3 separate regions of the Ovis aries genome follow, and all the other regions are linked to region 3. A link is a contact called in public Hi-C data. All regions are on one chromosome and are shown on one strand. Each heading gives the region's core, a stretch centred on a gene start, on an enhancer-like site or on the middle of the called end of the contact. The rest is flanking DNA. Distances are from core to core; before and after follow the strand shown.

The links. Hi-C and Micro-C count contacts between places; a contact is called where the count stands out from the background.
Region 1: a contact with region 3 is called in a Hi-C map of hypothalamus, with 6 times the contacts expected there. The contact joins two enhancer-like sites. A contact is called at or near these places in 8 of 16 Hi-C or Micro-C datasets (blood, hypothalamus, liver and 4 more).
Region 2: a Hi-C map of hypothalamus shows a contact between it and region 3, with 2.8 times the contacts expected there. The contact joins two enhancer-like sites. A contact is called at or near these places in 8 of 16 Hi-C or Micro-C datasets (blood, hypothalamus, liver and 4 more).

Annotation. Positions count from the first base shown.
Region 1 is chr18:13,641,604-13,646,412 of ARS-UI_Ramb_v3.0, reverse strand. No RefSeq gene overlaps it. Among named protein-coding and RNA genes, the nearest start is that of TRNAG-CCC, 33 kb to the left of the region's middle. Within about 2 kb of position 2,797, at least 49 of the 54 cell types and tissues checked have an H3K27ac peak or open chromatin away from gene starts, as enhancers often do. A contact at or near this core is called in hypothalamus, liver, muscle and 1 more, where this site is marked.
Region 2 is chr18:13,622,239-13,626,920 of ARS-UI_Ramb_v3.0, reverse strand. No RefSeq gene overlaps it. Among named protein-coding and RNA genes, the nearest start is that of TRNAG-CCC, 53 kb to the left of the region's middle. Within about 2 kb of position 2,385, at least 43 of the 54 cell types and tissues checked have an H3K27ac peak or open chromatin away from gene starts, as enhancers often do. A contact at or near this core is called in hypothalamus and liver, where this site is marked.
Region 3 is chr18:13,576,945-13,581,958 of ARS-UI_Ramb_v3.0, reverse strand. No RefSeq gene overlaps it. Among named protein-coding and RNA genes, the nearest start is that of CHD2, 16 kb to the right of the region's middle. Within about 2 kb of position 1,413, at least 51 of the 54 cell types and tissues checked have an H3K27ac peak or open chromatin away from gene starts, as enhancers often do. A contact at or near this core is called in hypothalamus, liver, muscle and 1 more, where this site is marked.

The DNA.
Region 1 (4,809 bases), core at 1,548-4,047, 63 kb before region 3:
TCAGTATTGTTGCCTGGAGAATCCCATGGACAGAGGAGCCTGGTGGGCTACCGTCCATGGGGATGCAAACAGTCGGTCACAACTGAGCATGCACGGAGGAACAGTTCAAACACTAACATCTTCCTCCTCTGAACTTTCATCAAGCTGTATTTCTACCTCTCTTTTTCAGGTAGAAACGCAGACATAGAGGACAGGCTTTGGGCGCAGCGAGGGAGGGGAGAGTGGGGTCAACTGAGAGAGCAGCACTGAAAAGGATACACTCTCTTGTGTGAAACAGACAGCTAGTGCGAAGCTGCTGCATCGCACCGGGAGCTCAACCCCGCGCTCTGTGACAACCTAGACGGGTGCGGTGCGGTGGGGCGGGGGTGGCCGAAGAGGGAGGGCCCATACACATACTTAGGGCTGGTTCATGTTGCTGTATGGCAGAGACAAACACAACACTGTAAACCAACTATCCTCCAATTTTAAAAAAACACTAGCAGAATAAAGGATCAATCTTCCAACCCCAGGATGTTTTTCATATAGTTTACATACAGATTCACGAAAAAGTAAAAAGCATTATTTATGCATAATTAATTGTAAGTGGAACCTAATAGATAAAATATACCGATAAAATTCTCCTCAGTGACTAGTCTTGGGAATAAGAGCGCTTTGCCATTGCTACTAAAAGAGCTCCAATCTCTTGGCAATTGTCAATTAATGATACATCAATACTCCTCAGAGTCTAGGTCCGTTTTATGGTTATTGTATAGCTGTTATTAGTAATCAAAATAAGAACAATTTCATGCACCAATGTGTCATGGATGTATGGACCAGTTACACACGGTCATTTTTCAAAGGTTAAAAATAGAAACTAAATTTCTAACTAATACCTCATTACTAATAACAAAACACCACCTCAAATTTATACAGAATTTTGTTTAAAAGTGCAGGTGTCATCAATAGATCACTGGAATTCAGTCAGATCTGAATGCCGATACTGATTTCCACTCTAATACTATTCTGAATACCAATTTTCCATTTATTTTGGAGTAAGATATAGATTCATATTGATGAAATAAAATTCATACCTTAAAGCAAGACAAGAACATTTAAATGTAAGTTTTTTTCCTCTGCCCGCTTGGGCCTCCTCCTCGAAGTGTATCAGTATATGACGTTCACTTGCATTAACCAGACATCCTTAGAAGATAACATTCCTTCTTCATCTCATGAAAGGTCATAATTCCCTATGAGATAACCATCTTTCTTAATCTGGTAAAGGGCCATACTGACCCACGACTCACTTTGTACACATAGATTGAGAGCTTGCAAACGGTCAATAACGATAGTCATTTGACAAATTATCCTTTTGCCTCAAAACTTACGTAACTGTGCTCCGACCTCTAACAGGTGGAACAGTCCTCCAGCTTTCTGAATGTCTTCCAGGTCGTAACCTTCAGGTTGGCGCAAATAAAATTTCTAGTTCTTTTTTACATCAACTACTGATTAATTTTTCATAAGCAATGTGGCAGACATTCAAAATTTACAAAGACTTACAGAAGAAAAAAAAAACCCAACAACTCTTCCCAACTCAGTCCTTCTGGCAAACCGCCTCCTTTCCTTGGATGTAAGGCACTACCAACAACTTCTTGATCTCCTCCTAGGGATATTTTATGCATACAAAGTACAAGCAAATCTAGTAGCACATGTAAGCTTATACCATTTTGCACAAATGTTCAACATTTTACACACAAGGGAAGTTTGCTGGTTCAGTCTCCTGTAAAACGGCGTGGGGAGGAATACATCACATAACTAGGAAAATGCCTAACCCTGGCACGGAGTTCGCACTAAAAATCACAGATTCTTTCCTTACCCTTAAAAAGGCTACGAGGGAAGGTACTTTTAGGGTGCCTCGGAATCACTAAGTGCTTGTTAATTATAGATCGCCACCCTCTAGGGGTTTCCAATTCAGCAGGTCTGGTAGACATTTGCCTTTCCAGCTAAGCCCACAGTTGCTGTAGATACTACTGTTCAGAGCCATCTGACCATCTAAAGGCTTAGTGGGAACTAAGACGGCCCAGCTTACAACGCAGGTTCTGCCTCTGGACCAAATTACTCTCCCTGGGCTTCAATTCTCTATTTTCTTTTTAATACAATTCTCATCTCAAAGGCTGCTGAGCAGGTTAAGATACAGCAGATGCAGGAGCCTTTGTCAAGACAAACGCTCAAGAACCGTAACGTGAAAGCAACCTGGGGCCGGGGGGGGGGGGGGGTTAAAGTGAAGACAGCCGGGAGCACCGGAATCGGGGCGCCCGAGCCCGCACGTGGCTCCCCATCCCGCGTCCGGGAGCCCGCGGGGCGGTGCACGCGCTCGGGGCGGACCCCGCTGGGACTCAGTGCGCCGACGGAGGGCAGAAGCCGCTTCGGAAAAGCGAGGGGGGAGGGTCCGGTTTCAAAGTCCTGAAACACAGGACACCGCGTGCCAAAACCTCGTGGCTGCGGCCGCACCAGCTTACAGTTTAAACTGCGTGTAAAGATGCCCGGGACCCACGCGAAAGCCCTTGGGGACGGGCCCTCCCCGGGCCGGGCGCATCGGGAGCCCTGCCCCCGGGACGCGCCGCGGCGCACATACGTGCGACGGGCCGGGAAGGGAATGGCGAGGGCCGGGTCGGGCGGGGCGGCACGGCGCGGCGCGCAACCGGCCGCCAGGGGGCAGCCGCGCGTCTGCGGGCCGCGGCCGGCTGGAACCGGTCTGGCCGGAAGTTGGGGCGGTGCCTCGGCTTCCGCTGAGAGAAAGTGCCACGTGGCCGGCCGGGAGGGAGGCAAACAGCAAGATGGCGGCGGCAGGGGGTGGGGTCCGCTGGGATACCCTGAGACCATGGGTCCCGCAAAGGGCGGCGTCCGCGGGGTGGGGTGGGCGAAATGGTGCCTGGTCCCTCCGTTCGAGCGTCTGGGGTGGTCGCCCGCCCGGACGTAGACGGGGGCGTGGGCCCAGCGCACACTCTGCGCCAGCTCGACCAGAGTCACCGCCGCGCGTTCTCATGAACCCGCCGGCCAGCTTATCATTCGCGGCCCGTTTCCATTTGTCCCCTCGTTTGTCGCTCCCTGCCAACAAGGACGGCAGAAACGCCTTTCTCCGGGCATTTTCGCCCTTTGATTAAGTGCGGCACATCGAGCCAGGGAGTCCTAGTTGAATCAAAACGCCTTCTCTTTGCTACCATTTTCGGTTACCGTTTCCTGCCTTTGTTGAGAGGCTTAGCACCGCTTCCCTTCTGATGGAGGCAAAAAAAAAAAAAAAACCCTAGATAATCTGGACTTTTAAGTAGATTCCCGACCCTGTCCAGTCGTGGTGGGAGTTTGACTTGTACACACAGGAGCTGCTCTGGGGTCGCCAGTGTGTGGCAGAGTTCGAAGTTCTGTTACATGTCACCTTGTACGTGTTTTCAGAAATAAAAAATGTTGGTGTGGATGGTTGCAGATTACAAGGTGCAGGAAATAAAGCAAAATCAACGAGCATTGGGTGGCCTTTCCATAAAGGCCCGCAGTTTCCCCTTAGTTGTCCAAGGATCTAGAAATGGAATACGGAGTCTTTCTACCTCTGCGTGGCCAACGGTTCGGCTCCGTTTTCTTTCTTCATCCAGTTTCGTTTTACTTGAGTTTGACGCAGCAGACCAAGTGTGGGTAAAAATAGTTAACACTGCCATTCGGCTTGTGGTGGTATATTTAGAATAAAGGAGAGACGTCAGTCCTTGTTTTTGAAATAAGTCTCGTTGTTGAGAGTTAAGGTTCAGATTCTCGCTAATTTATGAGACTGTCGACAAGTTGAAGCGACTGGTTTTGTTTTTAAATAATGGAACTCGTCTCCCAAAGGTTTGGGAGTTTAAAGAAAATTTTCTGAATGTAAAAAGGGCCCTGGTGCACTGACAAAGCAGAAGAACACTAATTTCTCTATGAAGATGCCCTAACAGTTTCCTCAGTCTGGTGGGGATTTAAAAACTTGGGCTGTGATCAAAACTGCGTTGCTGTTACGTGATAGACTAGAAACAGTATAATGGGGTCGGGCCGGGAAAAGGGGGTGGGGGGATTAAAACACAGCTTAGTATATTTTAAGGCTTAAATGCGGATTTTGTTTTTTTTTTAAACCCAGAGATTTGAGAGAATCTCTCTTCACCCACTCCTGTTTTGTAACGGCGCCTTCAGAGATGTCACTTCGGCCTTGTCCATCACTTGGCAGAAGGGGCTGGAAGAAGTTTTTAAAGGATCTTTTTACCTGGAGGGGTTAGAACCGGCCCTTCCCTGAGCCTGGGAAAAGAATGCAAATTCTTCAGAGCAAATCCTTCCTTTGTTCAACTAAAGGAGGCTGCCTCCTCTTTCTCCTTTTGTAGTTACAGACACAAACTTGGGCAACTTTTTCTGCAAATGCCCCTGTTACTCAGGAGCACAAGAATTTGCATCCTGGGCCTTCAGTTGTTTGCCTCCAGAATTTCACTAGCACTGCCTTCCTGTTAAAAGGAGAAAATGTATTTTAAATTTTTAAATATTTCATAATAGCAAATTTGATTTTTTTTTTAAAGGAAATTAAAAGAACCTGTAGCCTAGCAATTCAGAGATAACTTGTTCTTGTAGGCACAGAAGTTTGTTTGGGGGGATTATATTTGTACACCTTGGTACCTTCTTCACTTGACTTTTTCAGATACGTTTTTAGTTTCTATTACTTAAATTTTGTTTGACACAATATAAATAATACAGACGAACACAAAGAAAAAAATCACTCAGAATGCCGTTATCAAGGAAGAACCACTATTAAACAGCTTGTCTTTAGTTGTCCTA
Region 2 (4,682 bases), core at 1,136-3,635, 44 kb before region 3:
CCCTTACTTTGTGGTTCTCTTCTTTCCTCAGCTAATTGTAAAACCTCCTCTGACATACTCTGCCTTTAAACGTCCCCCTTACCCCCCGCCGTCAGTTTTCCTTTTAGGCACACTTACAAACAAGTCACGGAAATACAGTGAAGTTCTCAAGGGAAAGGTACATCAGGTAATTTTAGATCTATTAAACTCATGCTAAAGAGTTCTATGCAGGAGGAGAAAAAATTATGCAAATTGCTTTTCTTTTGCACTTGAGAAAAAACGATGACCCCACCACCCACTAGAAAGGACTTAAAAAAATCAAGTTAGAGTCCTGAGGCCAGTGTTTTCACGAAGAGACTCAGTAGGGTTCAGAAGATGGCTGTACCAATGAGAAAATGGAGATGTCTCCTCTCTCAGAGCTTAGAAGCTGTCCCCAAGTTTAAATTCCAGTCTCTGTTGAAATGAGACTGGTGACTCTTCCTTGGTGGCTCAGAAGGTAAAGAATCTGCCTGCCACGCAGGAGACCCAGGTTCTATCTCTAGGTCAAGAAGATCCCCTGGAGAAGGGAATGGCTATCCACGCCAGTATTCTTGCCTGGGAAATCCCACCCATGGACAGAGGAGCCTGGTCGGCTGCAGTGCTTGGGACTGCCAAGAGTCAGACATGGCTGAGTGGCTAACACACAGATGCACAGGTGTTGGTACAAGAACACAAGGGCTTCCCAGGTGGTACTAGTGGTGAAGAACCGGTCTGCCAGTCCAGAAGATACAAGACATATGGGTTTGATCCCTGAGTCAGGAAGCTCCCCTGGCAGAGGAAATGACAGCCACTCCAGAGGGTCGTGGTGGGCTACAGTCCATAGCGTCACAAAGAGTTGGATATGACTGAAGCGACTTAGCACAGACGCACATTCAAGGACCACACAACCTCTAGTAGGGAAGGAAGCTTATTGGTAAATAGATCAATTGTATGTGATATTAAACAGACTCATTCAGAGAACTACATTTACTTGTGAGAAACTGAAGCCTTGATTACTGCCATTTCTCTAAGCAAGCTGCAATAGTTGTGTCTTATCTACAAAAACAGAGAATACTTAAATACTTAATCTTTGCACGTTTTCGTTTGCTTCAAAAAAAGGGTATTGCAAATACTTTGGTCCATGACTTTAAATCTATTCGGGACTGTTCCTTTATTTGATGAGGAAAACACTCTGCTGCATGTTCACCTCCCAGTTCGAGTCAGAACCCAGTCGTGAGTCTACACAGGACTTCTCTCCTGTCCTTTCTGCATTTGTTTCTTTTTTTTTTTTTTTCCACATGTTCCATGTTTGAATAGTTTCCTTTAAACACTCAAGAATGTAGTTAAGTAGAAGAAAGAGGCCAAAGCAACAAGAGTTCAGAACTTGTTACCTATGACACACTTGCGGGGACGAGTGATGTGTGTGTGTTCGATCGTGTCTGAGTCTGCGACCCCATGGACTGTAGCCCACCAGGCTCCTCTGTCCATGGGATTTCCCAGGCAAGAATACTTAACTGTGTTGCCATTTCTTCCTTCAGGGCATCTTCCCAACCAAGGGATCAAACTTGTGTTTCTTTCGCCTTAAATGTGTGGTCTGTCTCTCAAGCTTTTGGACTGAGATGTCTCATGAAGGCAGAAGATCCCACAGCCCAGGAAAATCTACTGACCCAGTTTCCCAAGGAGAAAACTCACAGACATCAAGGAGGGGCTCCGTACATGAAAATGTGAGGTGAGGTGTGATGAATTCTACCCTTTTCTAGAACCAGGAGTGGAAGACTACAAGTCTTAAATTTCGCCACAGGAAAGGATCGGTCAGAATTTCCATATATACAAATCACGGGTAATGTAAGATCTAACACACAGGCCACAGGCTTAGGCAGGCTAGAAGTTTAAACTAAGTTTGCTTCATTTTGTAAGACTGTCACACAAGCTGTAAGTCAGAGGACCCCTGGCTCTGGGCCCCTTTCTGTTTGTGGACAGTAAATTTACATCCTTTGACCCCTGAAGACAAACTCAAAGCAGTAACCTTGGCTACCGTTGCTGCACATTTCCAGTTCTACGCTCAGTTTTAGAAAACGGGTTAGGGGGAAAGGGGGGCGAAAAAACCATTTCACTCTGCCTCAGTTATTGACACCGAGAAGGAAGCACTCCTCAGCCTGTTCAGAGGGGAAACAATGAGTCATTCATGCTGTCAGCCCAGGTGGTGCCTGAATTCCAGACAGGCCGCTGAGTTAACCCCTGCAGGCCTCCTCTCCACCCTGGGCTCCTTCCCCCCACCCCCCTGCCTACCCCGTGGCCTCCGGGGAAGAGGGGGCGGGCAAGGGGGCCGTGCTGGGAGGAAGTCCTAGCGGTAACCAAGGCACTGCCTCTGCAGCGTCAGTCCTGGGGGCCTCGAGCTGTTTCTCACCATGTGACTGGCTCCAGGAGAGGGTGGGGAAATGAAAACACTCTGCTGGGATATATTTAGTTGAAGTGCAGCTGGGGAAGCGCTTAAACAAGGGAGCTTTTGTCCTCATGCTGAAGTGTTTTTCTTAACTCCCCAAGGCTGAAAAACTTAAGCCACTGGACTGATTTTTCTCCCCACTCGATTTTCTCTTCTTTGGGGGATGTTCTTATGCTGAAAGTTTAGAATTAACCTGGGGTTTGCTGAGCAAATTTGATGCTGAACTGACACAAAAATCTCCACAGTTCAGAGATTAATTAAAATGTAGATAATTTCTGAGCACATTATATGTGGTTTGTGTGTGTGTGTGTTCATCGCTCAGTGGCATCCAACTCTACAGGCGCCATGGACTGTGGCCTGCCAGGTTCCTCCGTCCATGGGATTCGCCAGGCAAGAATGCTGGAGTGGGTTGCCATTTCCTTCATCCGGGGGATCTTCCTGACTCAGGGATCGAACCCGAATCTCCTGCATTGCAGGCAGATTCTTTACCATCTGAGCCACCAGGGAAGCTGGTACCTTCTTGCAATTAATTTACTGTTGATTCACCCTGGAAGTTAAGTATTTTCAGATGCCTTTACTGGACAATGTATGGAGTTAAAAATGTAATTAAGTTTTATAAACTGACAGAACCCTGTTTCACTTGATTCACATTCTCCAGGAATGAAAGATTTACTTCTGCACTGAGGAGCACAGCATCTTTGCAACAGATTACTGATGAGCCATGTTCATTGGTTCTTGTTCACGACCTCCTCCAAAAACCACTGAGACCTGCCACCTTGCTATGAGGTTTTTCAGCCACTATGTCAATGTTGTGTATCAGGGCACACTGTCTACTATTAAGAAGTAGCACAGGAAATATTTTACATGAAAATCCCATGTAAATCCCTGAATTTACATGAATCCAGGTCAGAAACTGCTGGTCAAGAAGCTCATGTTTTGGATTGATACAAGAGAGCCAGGTTGTATTAGTCAGCATTCTCTAGAGAAACAGAACCAATCGGGTGTGTGTATGAGTGTGAATGAAGAGAGAGAAAGAGACTGGTATTTTTGTTTGTTTCATGTCTTATTGACAAGAGGGGGAAAAAGGGTCACAGCGTTTCAGACTTTATTCAAAGACGCAAAGAGCACCAAAGGACACCCACAAGTGACAGGCATGGTCCCTAAGGGCCTGGCTCTAAGGCCAACCTGGAGGGTGTGGGTGACTTCTCAGCCCTTCCTCCCAGACTCTCTCTCTTCCTCCTCCATGCCTCACGGACACCCCTGAGATGGACACCCCTGAGTTCAGTTAAAACTGCAGAAGCGAAGTCGCTCTAGAGGAGGTTGGGCCCTGCCTGGCCGGTGTCGCCCACGTGGCAGGCCTGGGCAGCTGGGGAGTGGGGGGCACTGGTTGTGTGACCCCGCTCCCCCAGCCAGTGGCCAGGCCTCTCTCTGAAGTGGTCAGCCGGACTCTCCCAGAGAGAGACTGCTTTCAGGGAAAAATACACCAACTTGGTTCACAAAGGGCTTGGGTAAAATGCTTTCCCAGAAACCTTAAGAAACGAATCACTCTCAGATTCCTGGAGCACTGAGCAGCTGAAGCGGTCACTGGCTTGCCCGGAGGAGGGATCTTGGTGAAAGGCAGTCAGCTGGTTCCTCAGAGGGCTCAGCGAGGGGCTGGCGGTCTTTGCACAGACTCCACGGTGGACCCGTGAGAAGCACGATGAGGGAAATGGCACATCCAGAGGGGCCGGGCCCACGCTGCCCTCCAGCCTCCTCGCTCCTGCTTGCTGACTTGGGACCAGAGGCTGGTTTTTAGACGAGCCCCAGGAAAGCAGGTCTGCTTGGGCTTGAGGCCCCAGATGCCAAGGCTTCCTTCCTTTCAGTCTGAATGTGCTTATTCCCTTTGGCCAGAGTTCCTTTCCCATCATCCTCTGTCCTGCTCAGTCGACAGCAGCTTTTCCTTGACATGTTCAAATCTTTTTTTTCCCTCCCCCTAAAGATGTCAGGATGGACACCCTCCACCATTCTGCAGGGGTAACTGTTTATTGTAGGTAGCAGTTCCGCTAACACTTTATACCTGTAAAAATCCTGGGCACAGGCCAGACGTCCGTGGCACCGACGTCCATGTTCACGTTGAGGTGTAGACACGGCGAGTCAGCAGGAGCCCTGGACACACACTTCTCCCCTACTCTACACACAGACATGTGAGGGCAATGTGAGGTTCCTGTCTAGGTCACAGGCTGAAAGGACACTTGGCACAGTC
Region 3 (5,014 bases), core at 164-2,663:
AACACAGCCTGCAGTAGGTCTACAATGTTCAAAGTTAGATTGTGTAAAGGAATATCTCTTGGAAATTAAATGGAGAAAAGCTGAATTTCAGTTAAAGAAGCATTCCTTTTGTGTTCACTTAGAGCTCCAATTACACTGTTAAGGAGAATGGCCAGTTTGCACAGAAGGAACCCTAAGATCTATATAAAGTTAGGAGATTTGAGTTCTAGCCCTAGTTCTGTCCTAAGTAGCTGATGTACTTAATGAACTAACAACTGTATTGTTTTGAAAAGAAGGGGCCAGACCTAGTTCCTAGGCCTCATGAATATTTCACATTTTCTGATTCTAATTCAAGAAAAGAACACAGGGTCTTAAGAGAATTTCAGAGTTGCCCACCTTTCCCCAAGACTCCTTCCCTCAAATAAATCCGTTAAGACTAAGAGCGGCTAGTGTTCCTTCCCTTTTTCCCAGGTTCCTTGCCAAAAGGAGCAAGACTTCTAAAATGCTGGCATTGGGAGAGAGCCACTACTTTTCCTTTTCCCATCCATTTCAGGAAAGTTTAGGTTTTCAGTTATTCCTCGGTCTGCCAAGAGTTGCTTCCGGATTTAAGTAGGAAGAAGTAAGGGGAGAGGGGGGCGGGGAAAGATTTACTTAAAGGAAGTGAAGCTTGTTTTGCCTGTGTTCTGGGAGAAGGTGGTTGGCAGGTAGACCGTGACTGTTCAGCTTCAAACTATCGCTTTAACAAACACTCCCTGAAGGGTGGAATCTGGTCCAGCCAGAATTAAGAGATACTGATTCACAAGGCCGAGGGACAATGTGCATAATAATACACTTTCATAAACGGTCAACAAGAAGCTTACAAACTCTCAAATAAGTGGCATCTCAATTAGGATGCTTGGCTAGGGGGATGTGCTGGTTGAAAAATCACTTGGCTCTAATTCTTTGACCTTTAGGGAACGCTGGGTTGTTTAGAAGACAAATCTTGAGTTCTACAGTTGAGGAGAAATGGCTGTTGCCCAAGGGCTATGAACCTGCATCTTGTTTGCCCGTCATCCTGTCAGTCATTTTCCTTTTTTTTTAAATTAAAAAAAAAAAGACAAAAATCTGAAGTCAAAAACACCGAATTCCAAGTTTTTTCCAAGGGCGAAGTCCCCATCTCTAGGACACTGTACTAATAATACTGGCCTAGCCTATTCCGCGCCTGGGACCCCCCTAGCCTTCTCCAAGGGGTCCGCACTGCGGGGCGCAAACCAACAAACCAGCTCCAAACCAAATGTTCCATCGTCAGCCAATCGCTGGCTGGGACCCCTCAAGAAAACCCGAGACACCTACAGAAGGTGAGTGGCATTAAGGCCAGCCTATCCAAGGGGAGGCAGCTGAAGGGGTGGGGTCAGAATTAGCCAATAGTTTCCAAGTGGTTGTTGTTAGGCGGGAGGAAGACGCCTGCGAGCGTGCGTGAGGCCTCTCCCCGGGAAGGGGGTGGCAGGAAGCTCGAGGAGCCAATGGCCGCGACGGGCGGGCGGTGGCGCGCATGCGTACTGCTTACCTGGGGCTGCGGGCGGGAGGCGGGGAGAATGGGGGAGGGGAGCGGGCAGGAACGCGGCGGAGCTGCTGCCGCCGCCGCAGCAGCCGCCGCCGCAGCGAAGAGGCCATGTTGTGTGGTGTGTGGGGCGGGGGGGAGGAGGAGGAGGGAGTAGAGCCGAGAGAGGAGACGGGAGAGAGACACCACACACACACGGCACAAGATGGCCGGAGAGGCAGCAGCACCCCGAGCTGTCAGGCGTTCCGCCGCGGCCGCGGAGCCCGCCGGCCGGCGAGGACCTCCTCCCGGGCGGCCCGCAGACCCGCGGGAGCAAAGCGGCTGTGGCTGGGGGGCGAGGCGGGCCGCGCGCCGGGCTGGGAGCCCGCGGCAGAGGCGCCCGGGGCGGCCGGGCCCACGACGCGGAGAGCGTCGCTGCGGCAGCGGCCGCCGAGGCTCCCCGGGGCCCCGGCGGCCCGACCCGTACGGGCGGGAGGCTCGGGCGGGCGCCCTGGCGCGGGAGTCGGGTGCAGGCGACCAGGAGGGGTCGGCCGCGGCGTTCGGACCCGGTGAGTGGCTCCCCGGCTCCTTTTATTGTCCTTTGTCCTTGGGAGGAAAAGCAAAATGTCCTTGAGCTCGCGAGCAGGAGGGGGCGGCGGGCAGGGCCTCGCGGGCCGGCTCTCCCCCGGCGGCGCCGCTCGCTGGCTCTCCGGGCGGGAAGCGCCGCGGGGCCGGGGGCTGGGGGCGCGGGCCCCCGCTGCAGACCCCGCGGCGGGCGGGGGGCCTGCTCGCTGCCCGGACCGGCCCCGCGGGGAAAGGGGCGGCGGCGGCGACCGTGCGAGGAGAGCCCCCGTCTGTCCTGGTGAGTTATTTTGATATTTAGGGTAAGGAAAAAAGAATCCCCTTTTCATGTCCTTCCAACTGGGGAGTTTTTTTTTAACCCCTTTCCCGTGAGGTGGGAACACATCTTCGTGGTCGAATTTAAAAGAACAATGGAACCCTGACTACGTTTCAACAAAAAATAAAAACTTGTGTTTTTTTTTTTTTCCTTTTGGGTGTTGGCTTTTAACTCTTTCCAAGCCGATTTTGAAAACGGCTGCAGTGTTACAGATGAAAAGGTAGTTGCTGCTTGTTCAACCCTTTATAGACGTTAAGGTTGTCTTTTTAAAAATGCAAGTTGGAGGAGTGCTTCTGGTATTTCAAAAATTAAGAAGCCAAGTTTACTATGTCGTCAGGGCTGATTAATGGAAATAGATTAAAATTACGGTGCTAGACGATGACGTTTGATTAAGGTAGTTTATTTTACTGAGTAATTACGCCAAGATTGTTTGACATTCTGTTGTTTGAACAATGATTAAATCTACTGTTGGGGTACTTTTAAAAAGGTCATAAGGAGCCGTTATACCACACCTGAATGTTAGGAGATACTTGGGTCAGTTCCTAGACTTTTGAAAGTTTAAGTTCGTCGTTTGATTATTTTAAAAAATGATATATATCCTCACAAGCTGTGGTCGACAAAACTTTTGCAAAGGAATATTCAGACACCAAATCCCTTTGTGAAGTTACTTTCTTGTAGTGTAAATATTGAAGTAGGATTGCTCGGTAATGGGCGATGAAGAGGAGCCATATTTGTTGCATGCATAAAAATCCAGTTATGCTCAAAATGGAACAGTATTTTAATAGTGTATTATGTTGTTTTAAAAATTTGTAGAGTCCCCTGTACAATCTAGAAATTTGAAACATTGTCTGAGAGGGAATTTAAGTTTAGTGATTTGAAGAACAAACCACAAATGCACAAACCTTTGTGTATTTTAGAATATATTTGTCTTCGTCCTGCGGTAGGTCGTGTGTTGCTGTGGAGGTGAAGATCTACGTAAAAATAGTGTTGGGCAGATTTACGTAGTACTTGTAAAATCACAGGTACTGTTGTATTTTTTAATGTTTTTGAGGGTATTTTTGTTAGTGAAATTGTTTTATTTTCCGAATAGCATTCATATACTGCTACACGTTACATCAGTTGCGCATATCTTGATTTTACAGACTGTTGTTTTAACCGTTTTGGTTTTTCAAACCAACGTTTTTTGAAATTTTTGAACACTGCAAGTCGTTTTATATTAATATTCTGAATCTAGTTTTTCAGAATCCTCTAATTAGCAAAATGCAAAATAATTGCTAGTTGTTTAACCTCATAAGATCTTTTTACATGAGAAATGGGGGAAGGGAGACTGAAAATGTTAGAGACCTCAGTTTGAAATTGGATAAAGATCATAGATAGTACATGTTTTAGATTTGCTTTAAAGACAAAGCTAATATCCCACTTGGTGAGATCAAATAACTTGTGGTTTAAAAATTTAGAGTAACCAGTAGCCATTTTAACTTCACTTATTTCTCCTGGAGTTAATTTTTAATTGGTCGTTTCTTGTAAAAGGTGGTTCTAGATAGTAAAGAAAATTTAAGATTATTTCAATCTTTACAAATGGTAAACTTCTTTGTTTTTCTGTATTGGTTGGCATAAAAGAAAAATAAAAATGAAAACAAGGTCATAATCTTAAACCTTGCCAAAGATGAGAATTTTTTTTTTAATCTCAATGCCTTATCTATAATATTTATGTATGCACCCAAAAGATGAGGAAAACAAAGAGTGATAGATACTATGATAAATAACTGCAACCTTAAATGTACAGGTAGCATGTTGATAAGCCATCTTCTTGAATTTATCCAGTGATCATGTCTCTGGAATATTTTCTCATTGTTTCATCACACTGAAACTTTGGCCAAGAATTGTTCAAAAATCACAACACTGATATTATCTTTTCTTTTTTTTTAAGGTAACTTACAAGATTAAAATTAAATTTGGTTGAGGATGATTCTGAACAAATACGCTGTTTTATTTGAGGTAAGAATGGGTAAATTTTACTACTTTGACATAAAAGTAAGCTTATTAGGTTTTTATTTTCTTTGTTAATTTATATTTTTGATACTGATTATGAGTAAGTATCTGAAATAATTTTACAGAATCTTTAAACCTTTTCATTGAGAAGTATTATGTGCATAGCTATTGTAACTTAATGTGCCTTTTGAATAGTTTAAAATATTGAAGGTCCTTTAAGCCTTTGTTTAATTTTGGGACCAAGAAAAAGACTGATTATACTTTGAGGAAAACCATAAACCAAAGATATGCTTTTTCTTTTTTGCTGCCTAATATACTGTGCAAACAGTTTTAATCTTTTAATATTAAATAAGTTCATTGGAAAATTCAATGTAGTTACTTTTCATATTAACATTTTAGGGGAGAATGTTTTAAAAATTAGAGTTTTGTGAGCATAGATTTTAGTTTTTGTTTCTTTCATGAAATAAGAACTTTAAAAACATGTATTCCTACTTGGCTTTTGGTGGTTCCATCAATGAATTGTTTAGAATATTGTTTTCTTCCCCCCCCCAAAAGGTATGCCATTTTGAAGACTGAGACCGTGGAATTTTATCCTTGAGGATAAATCTTTGTGATAGTCTCTGTTT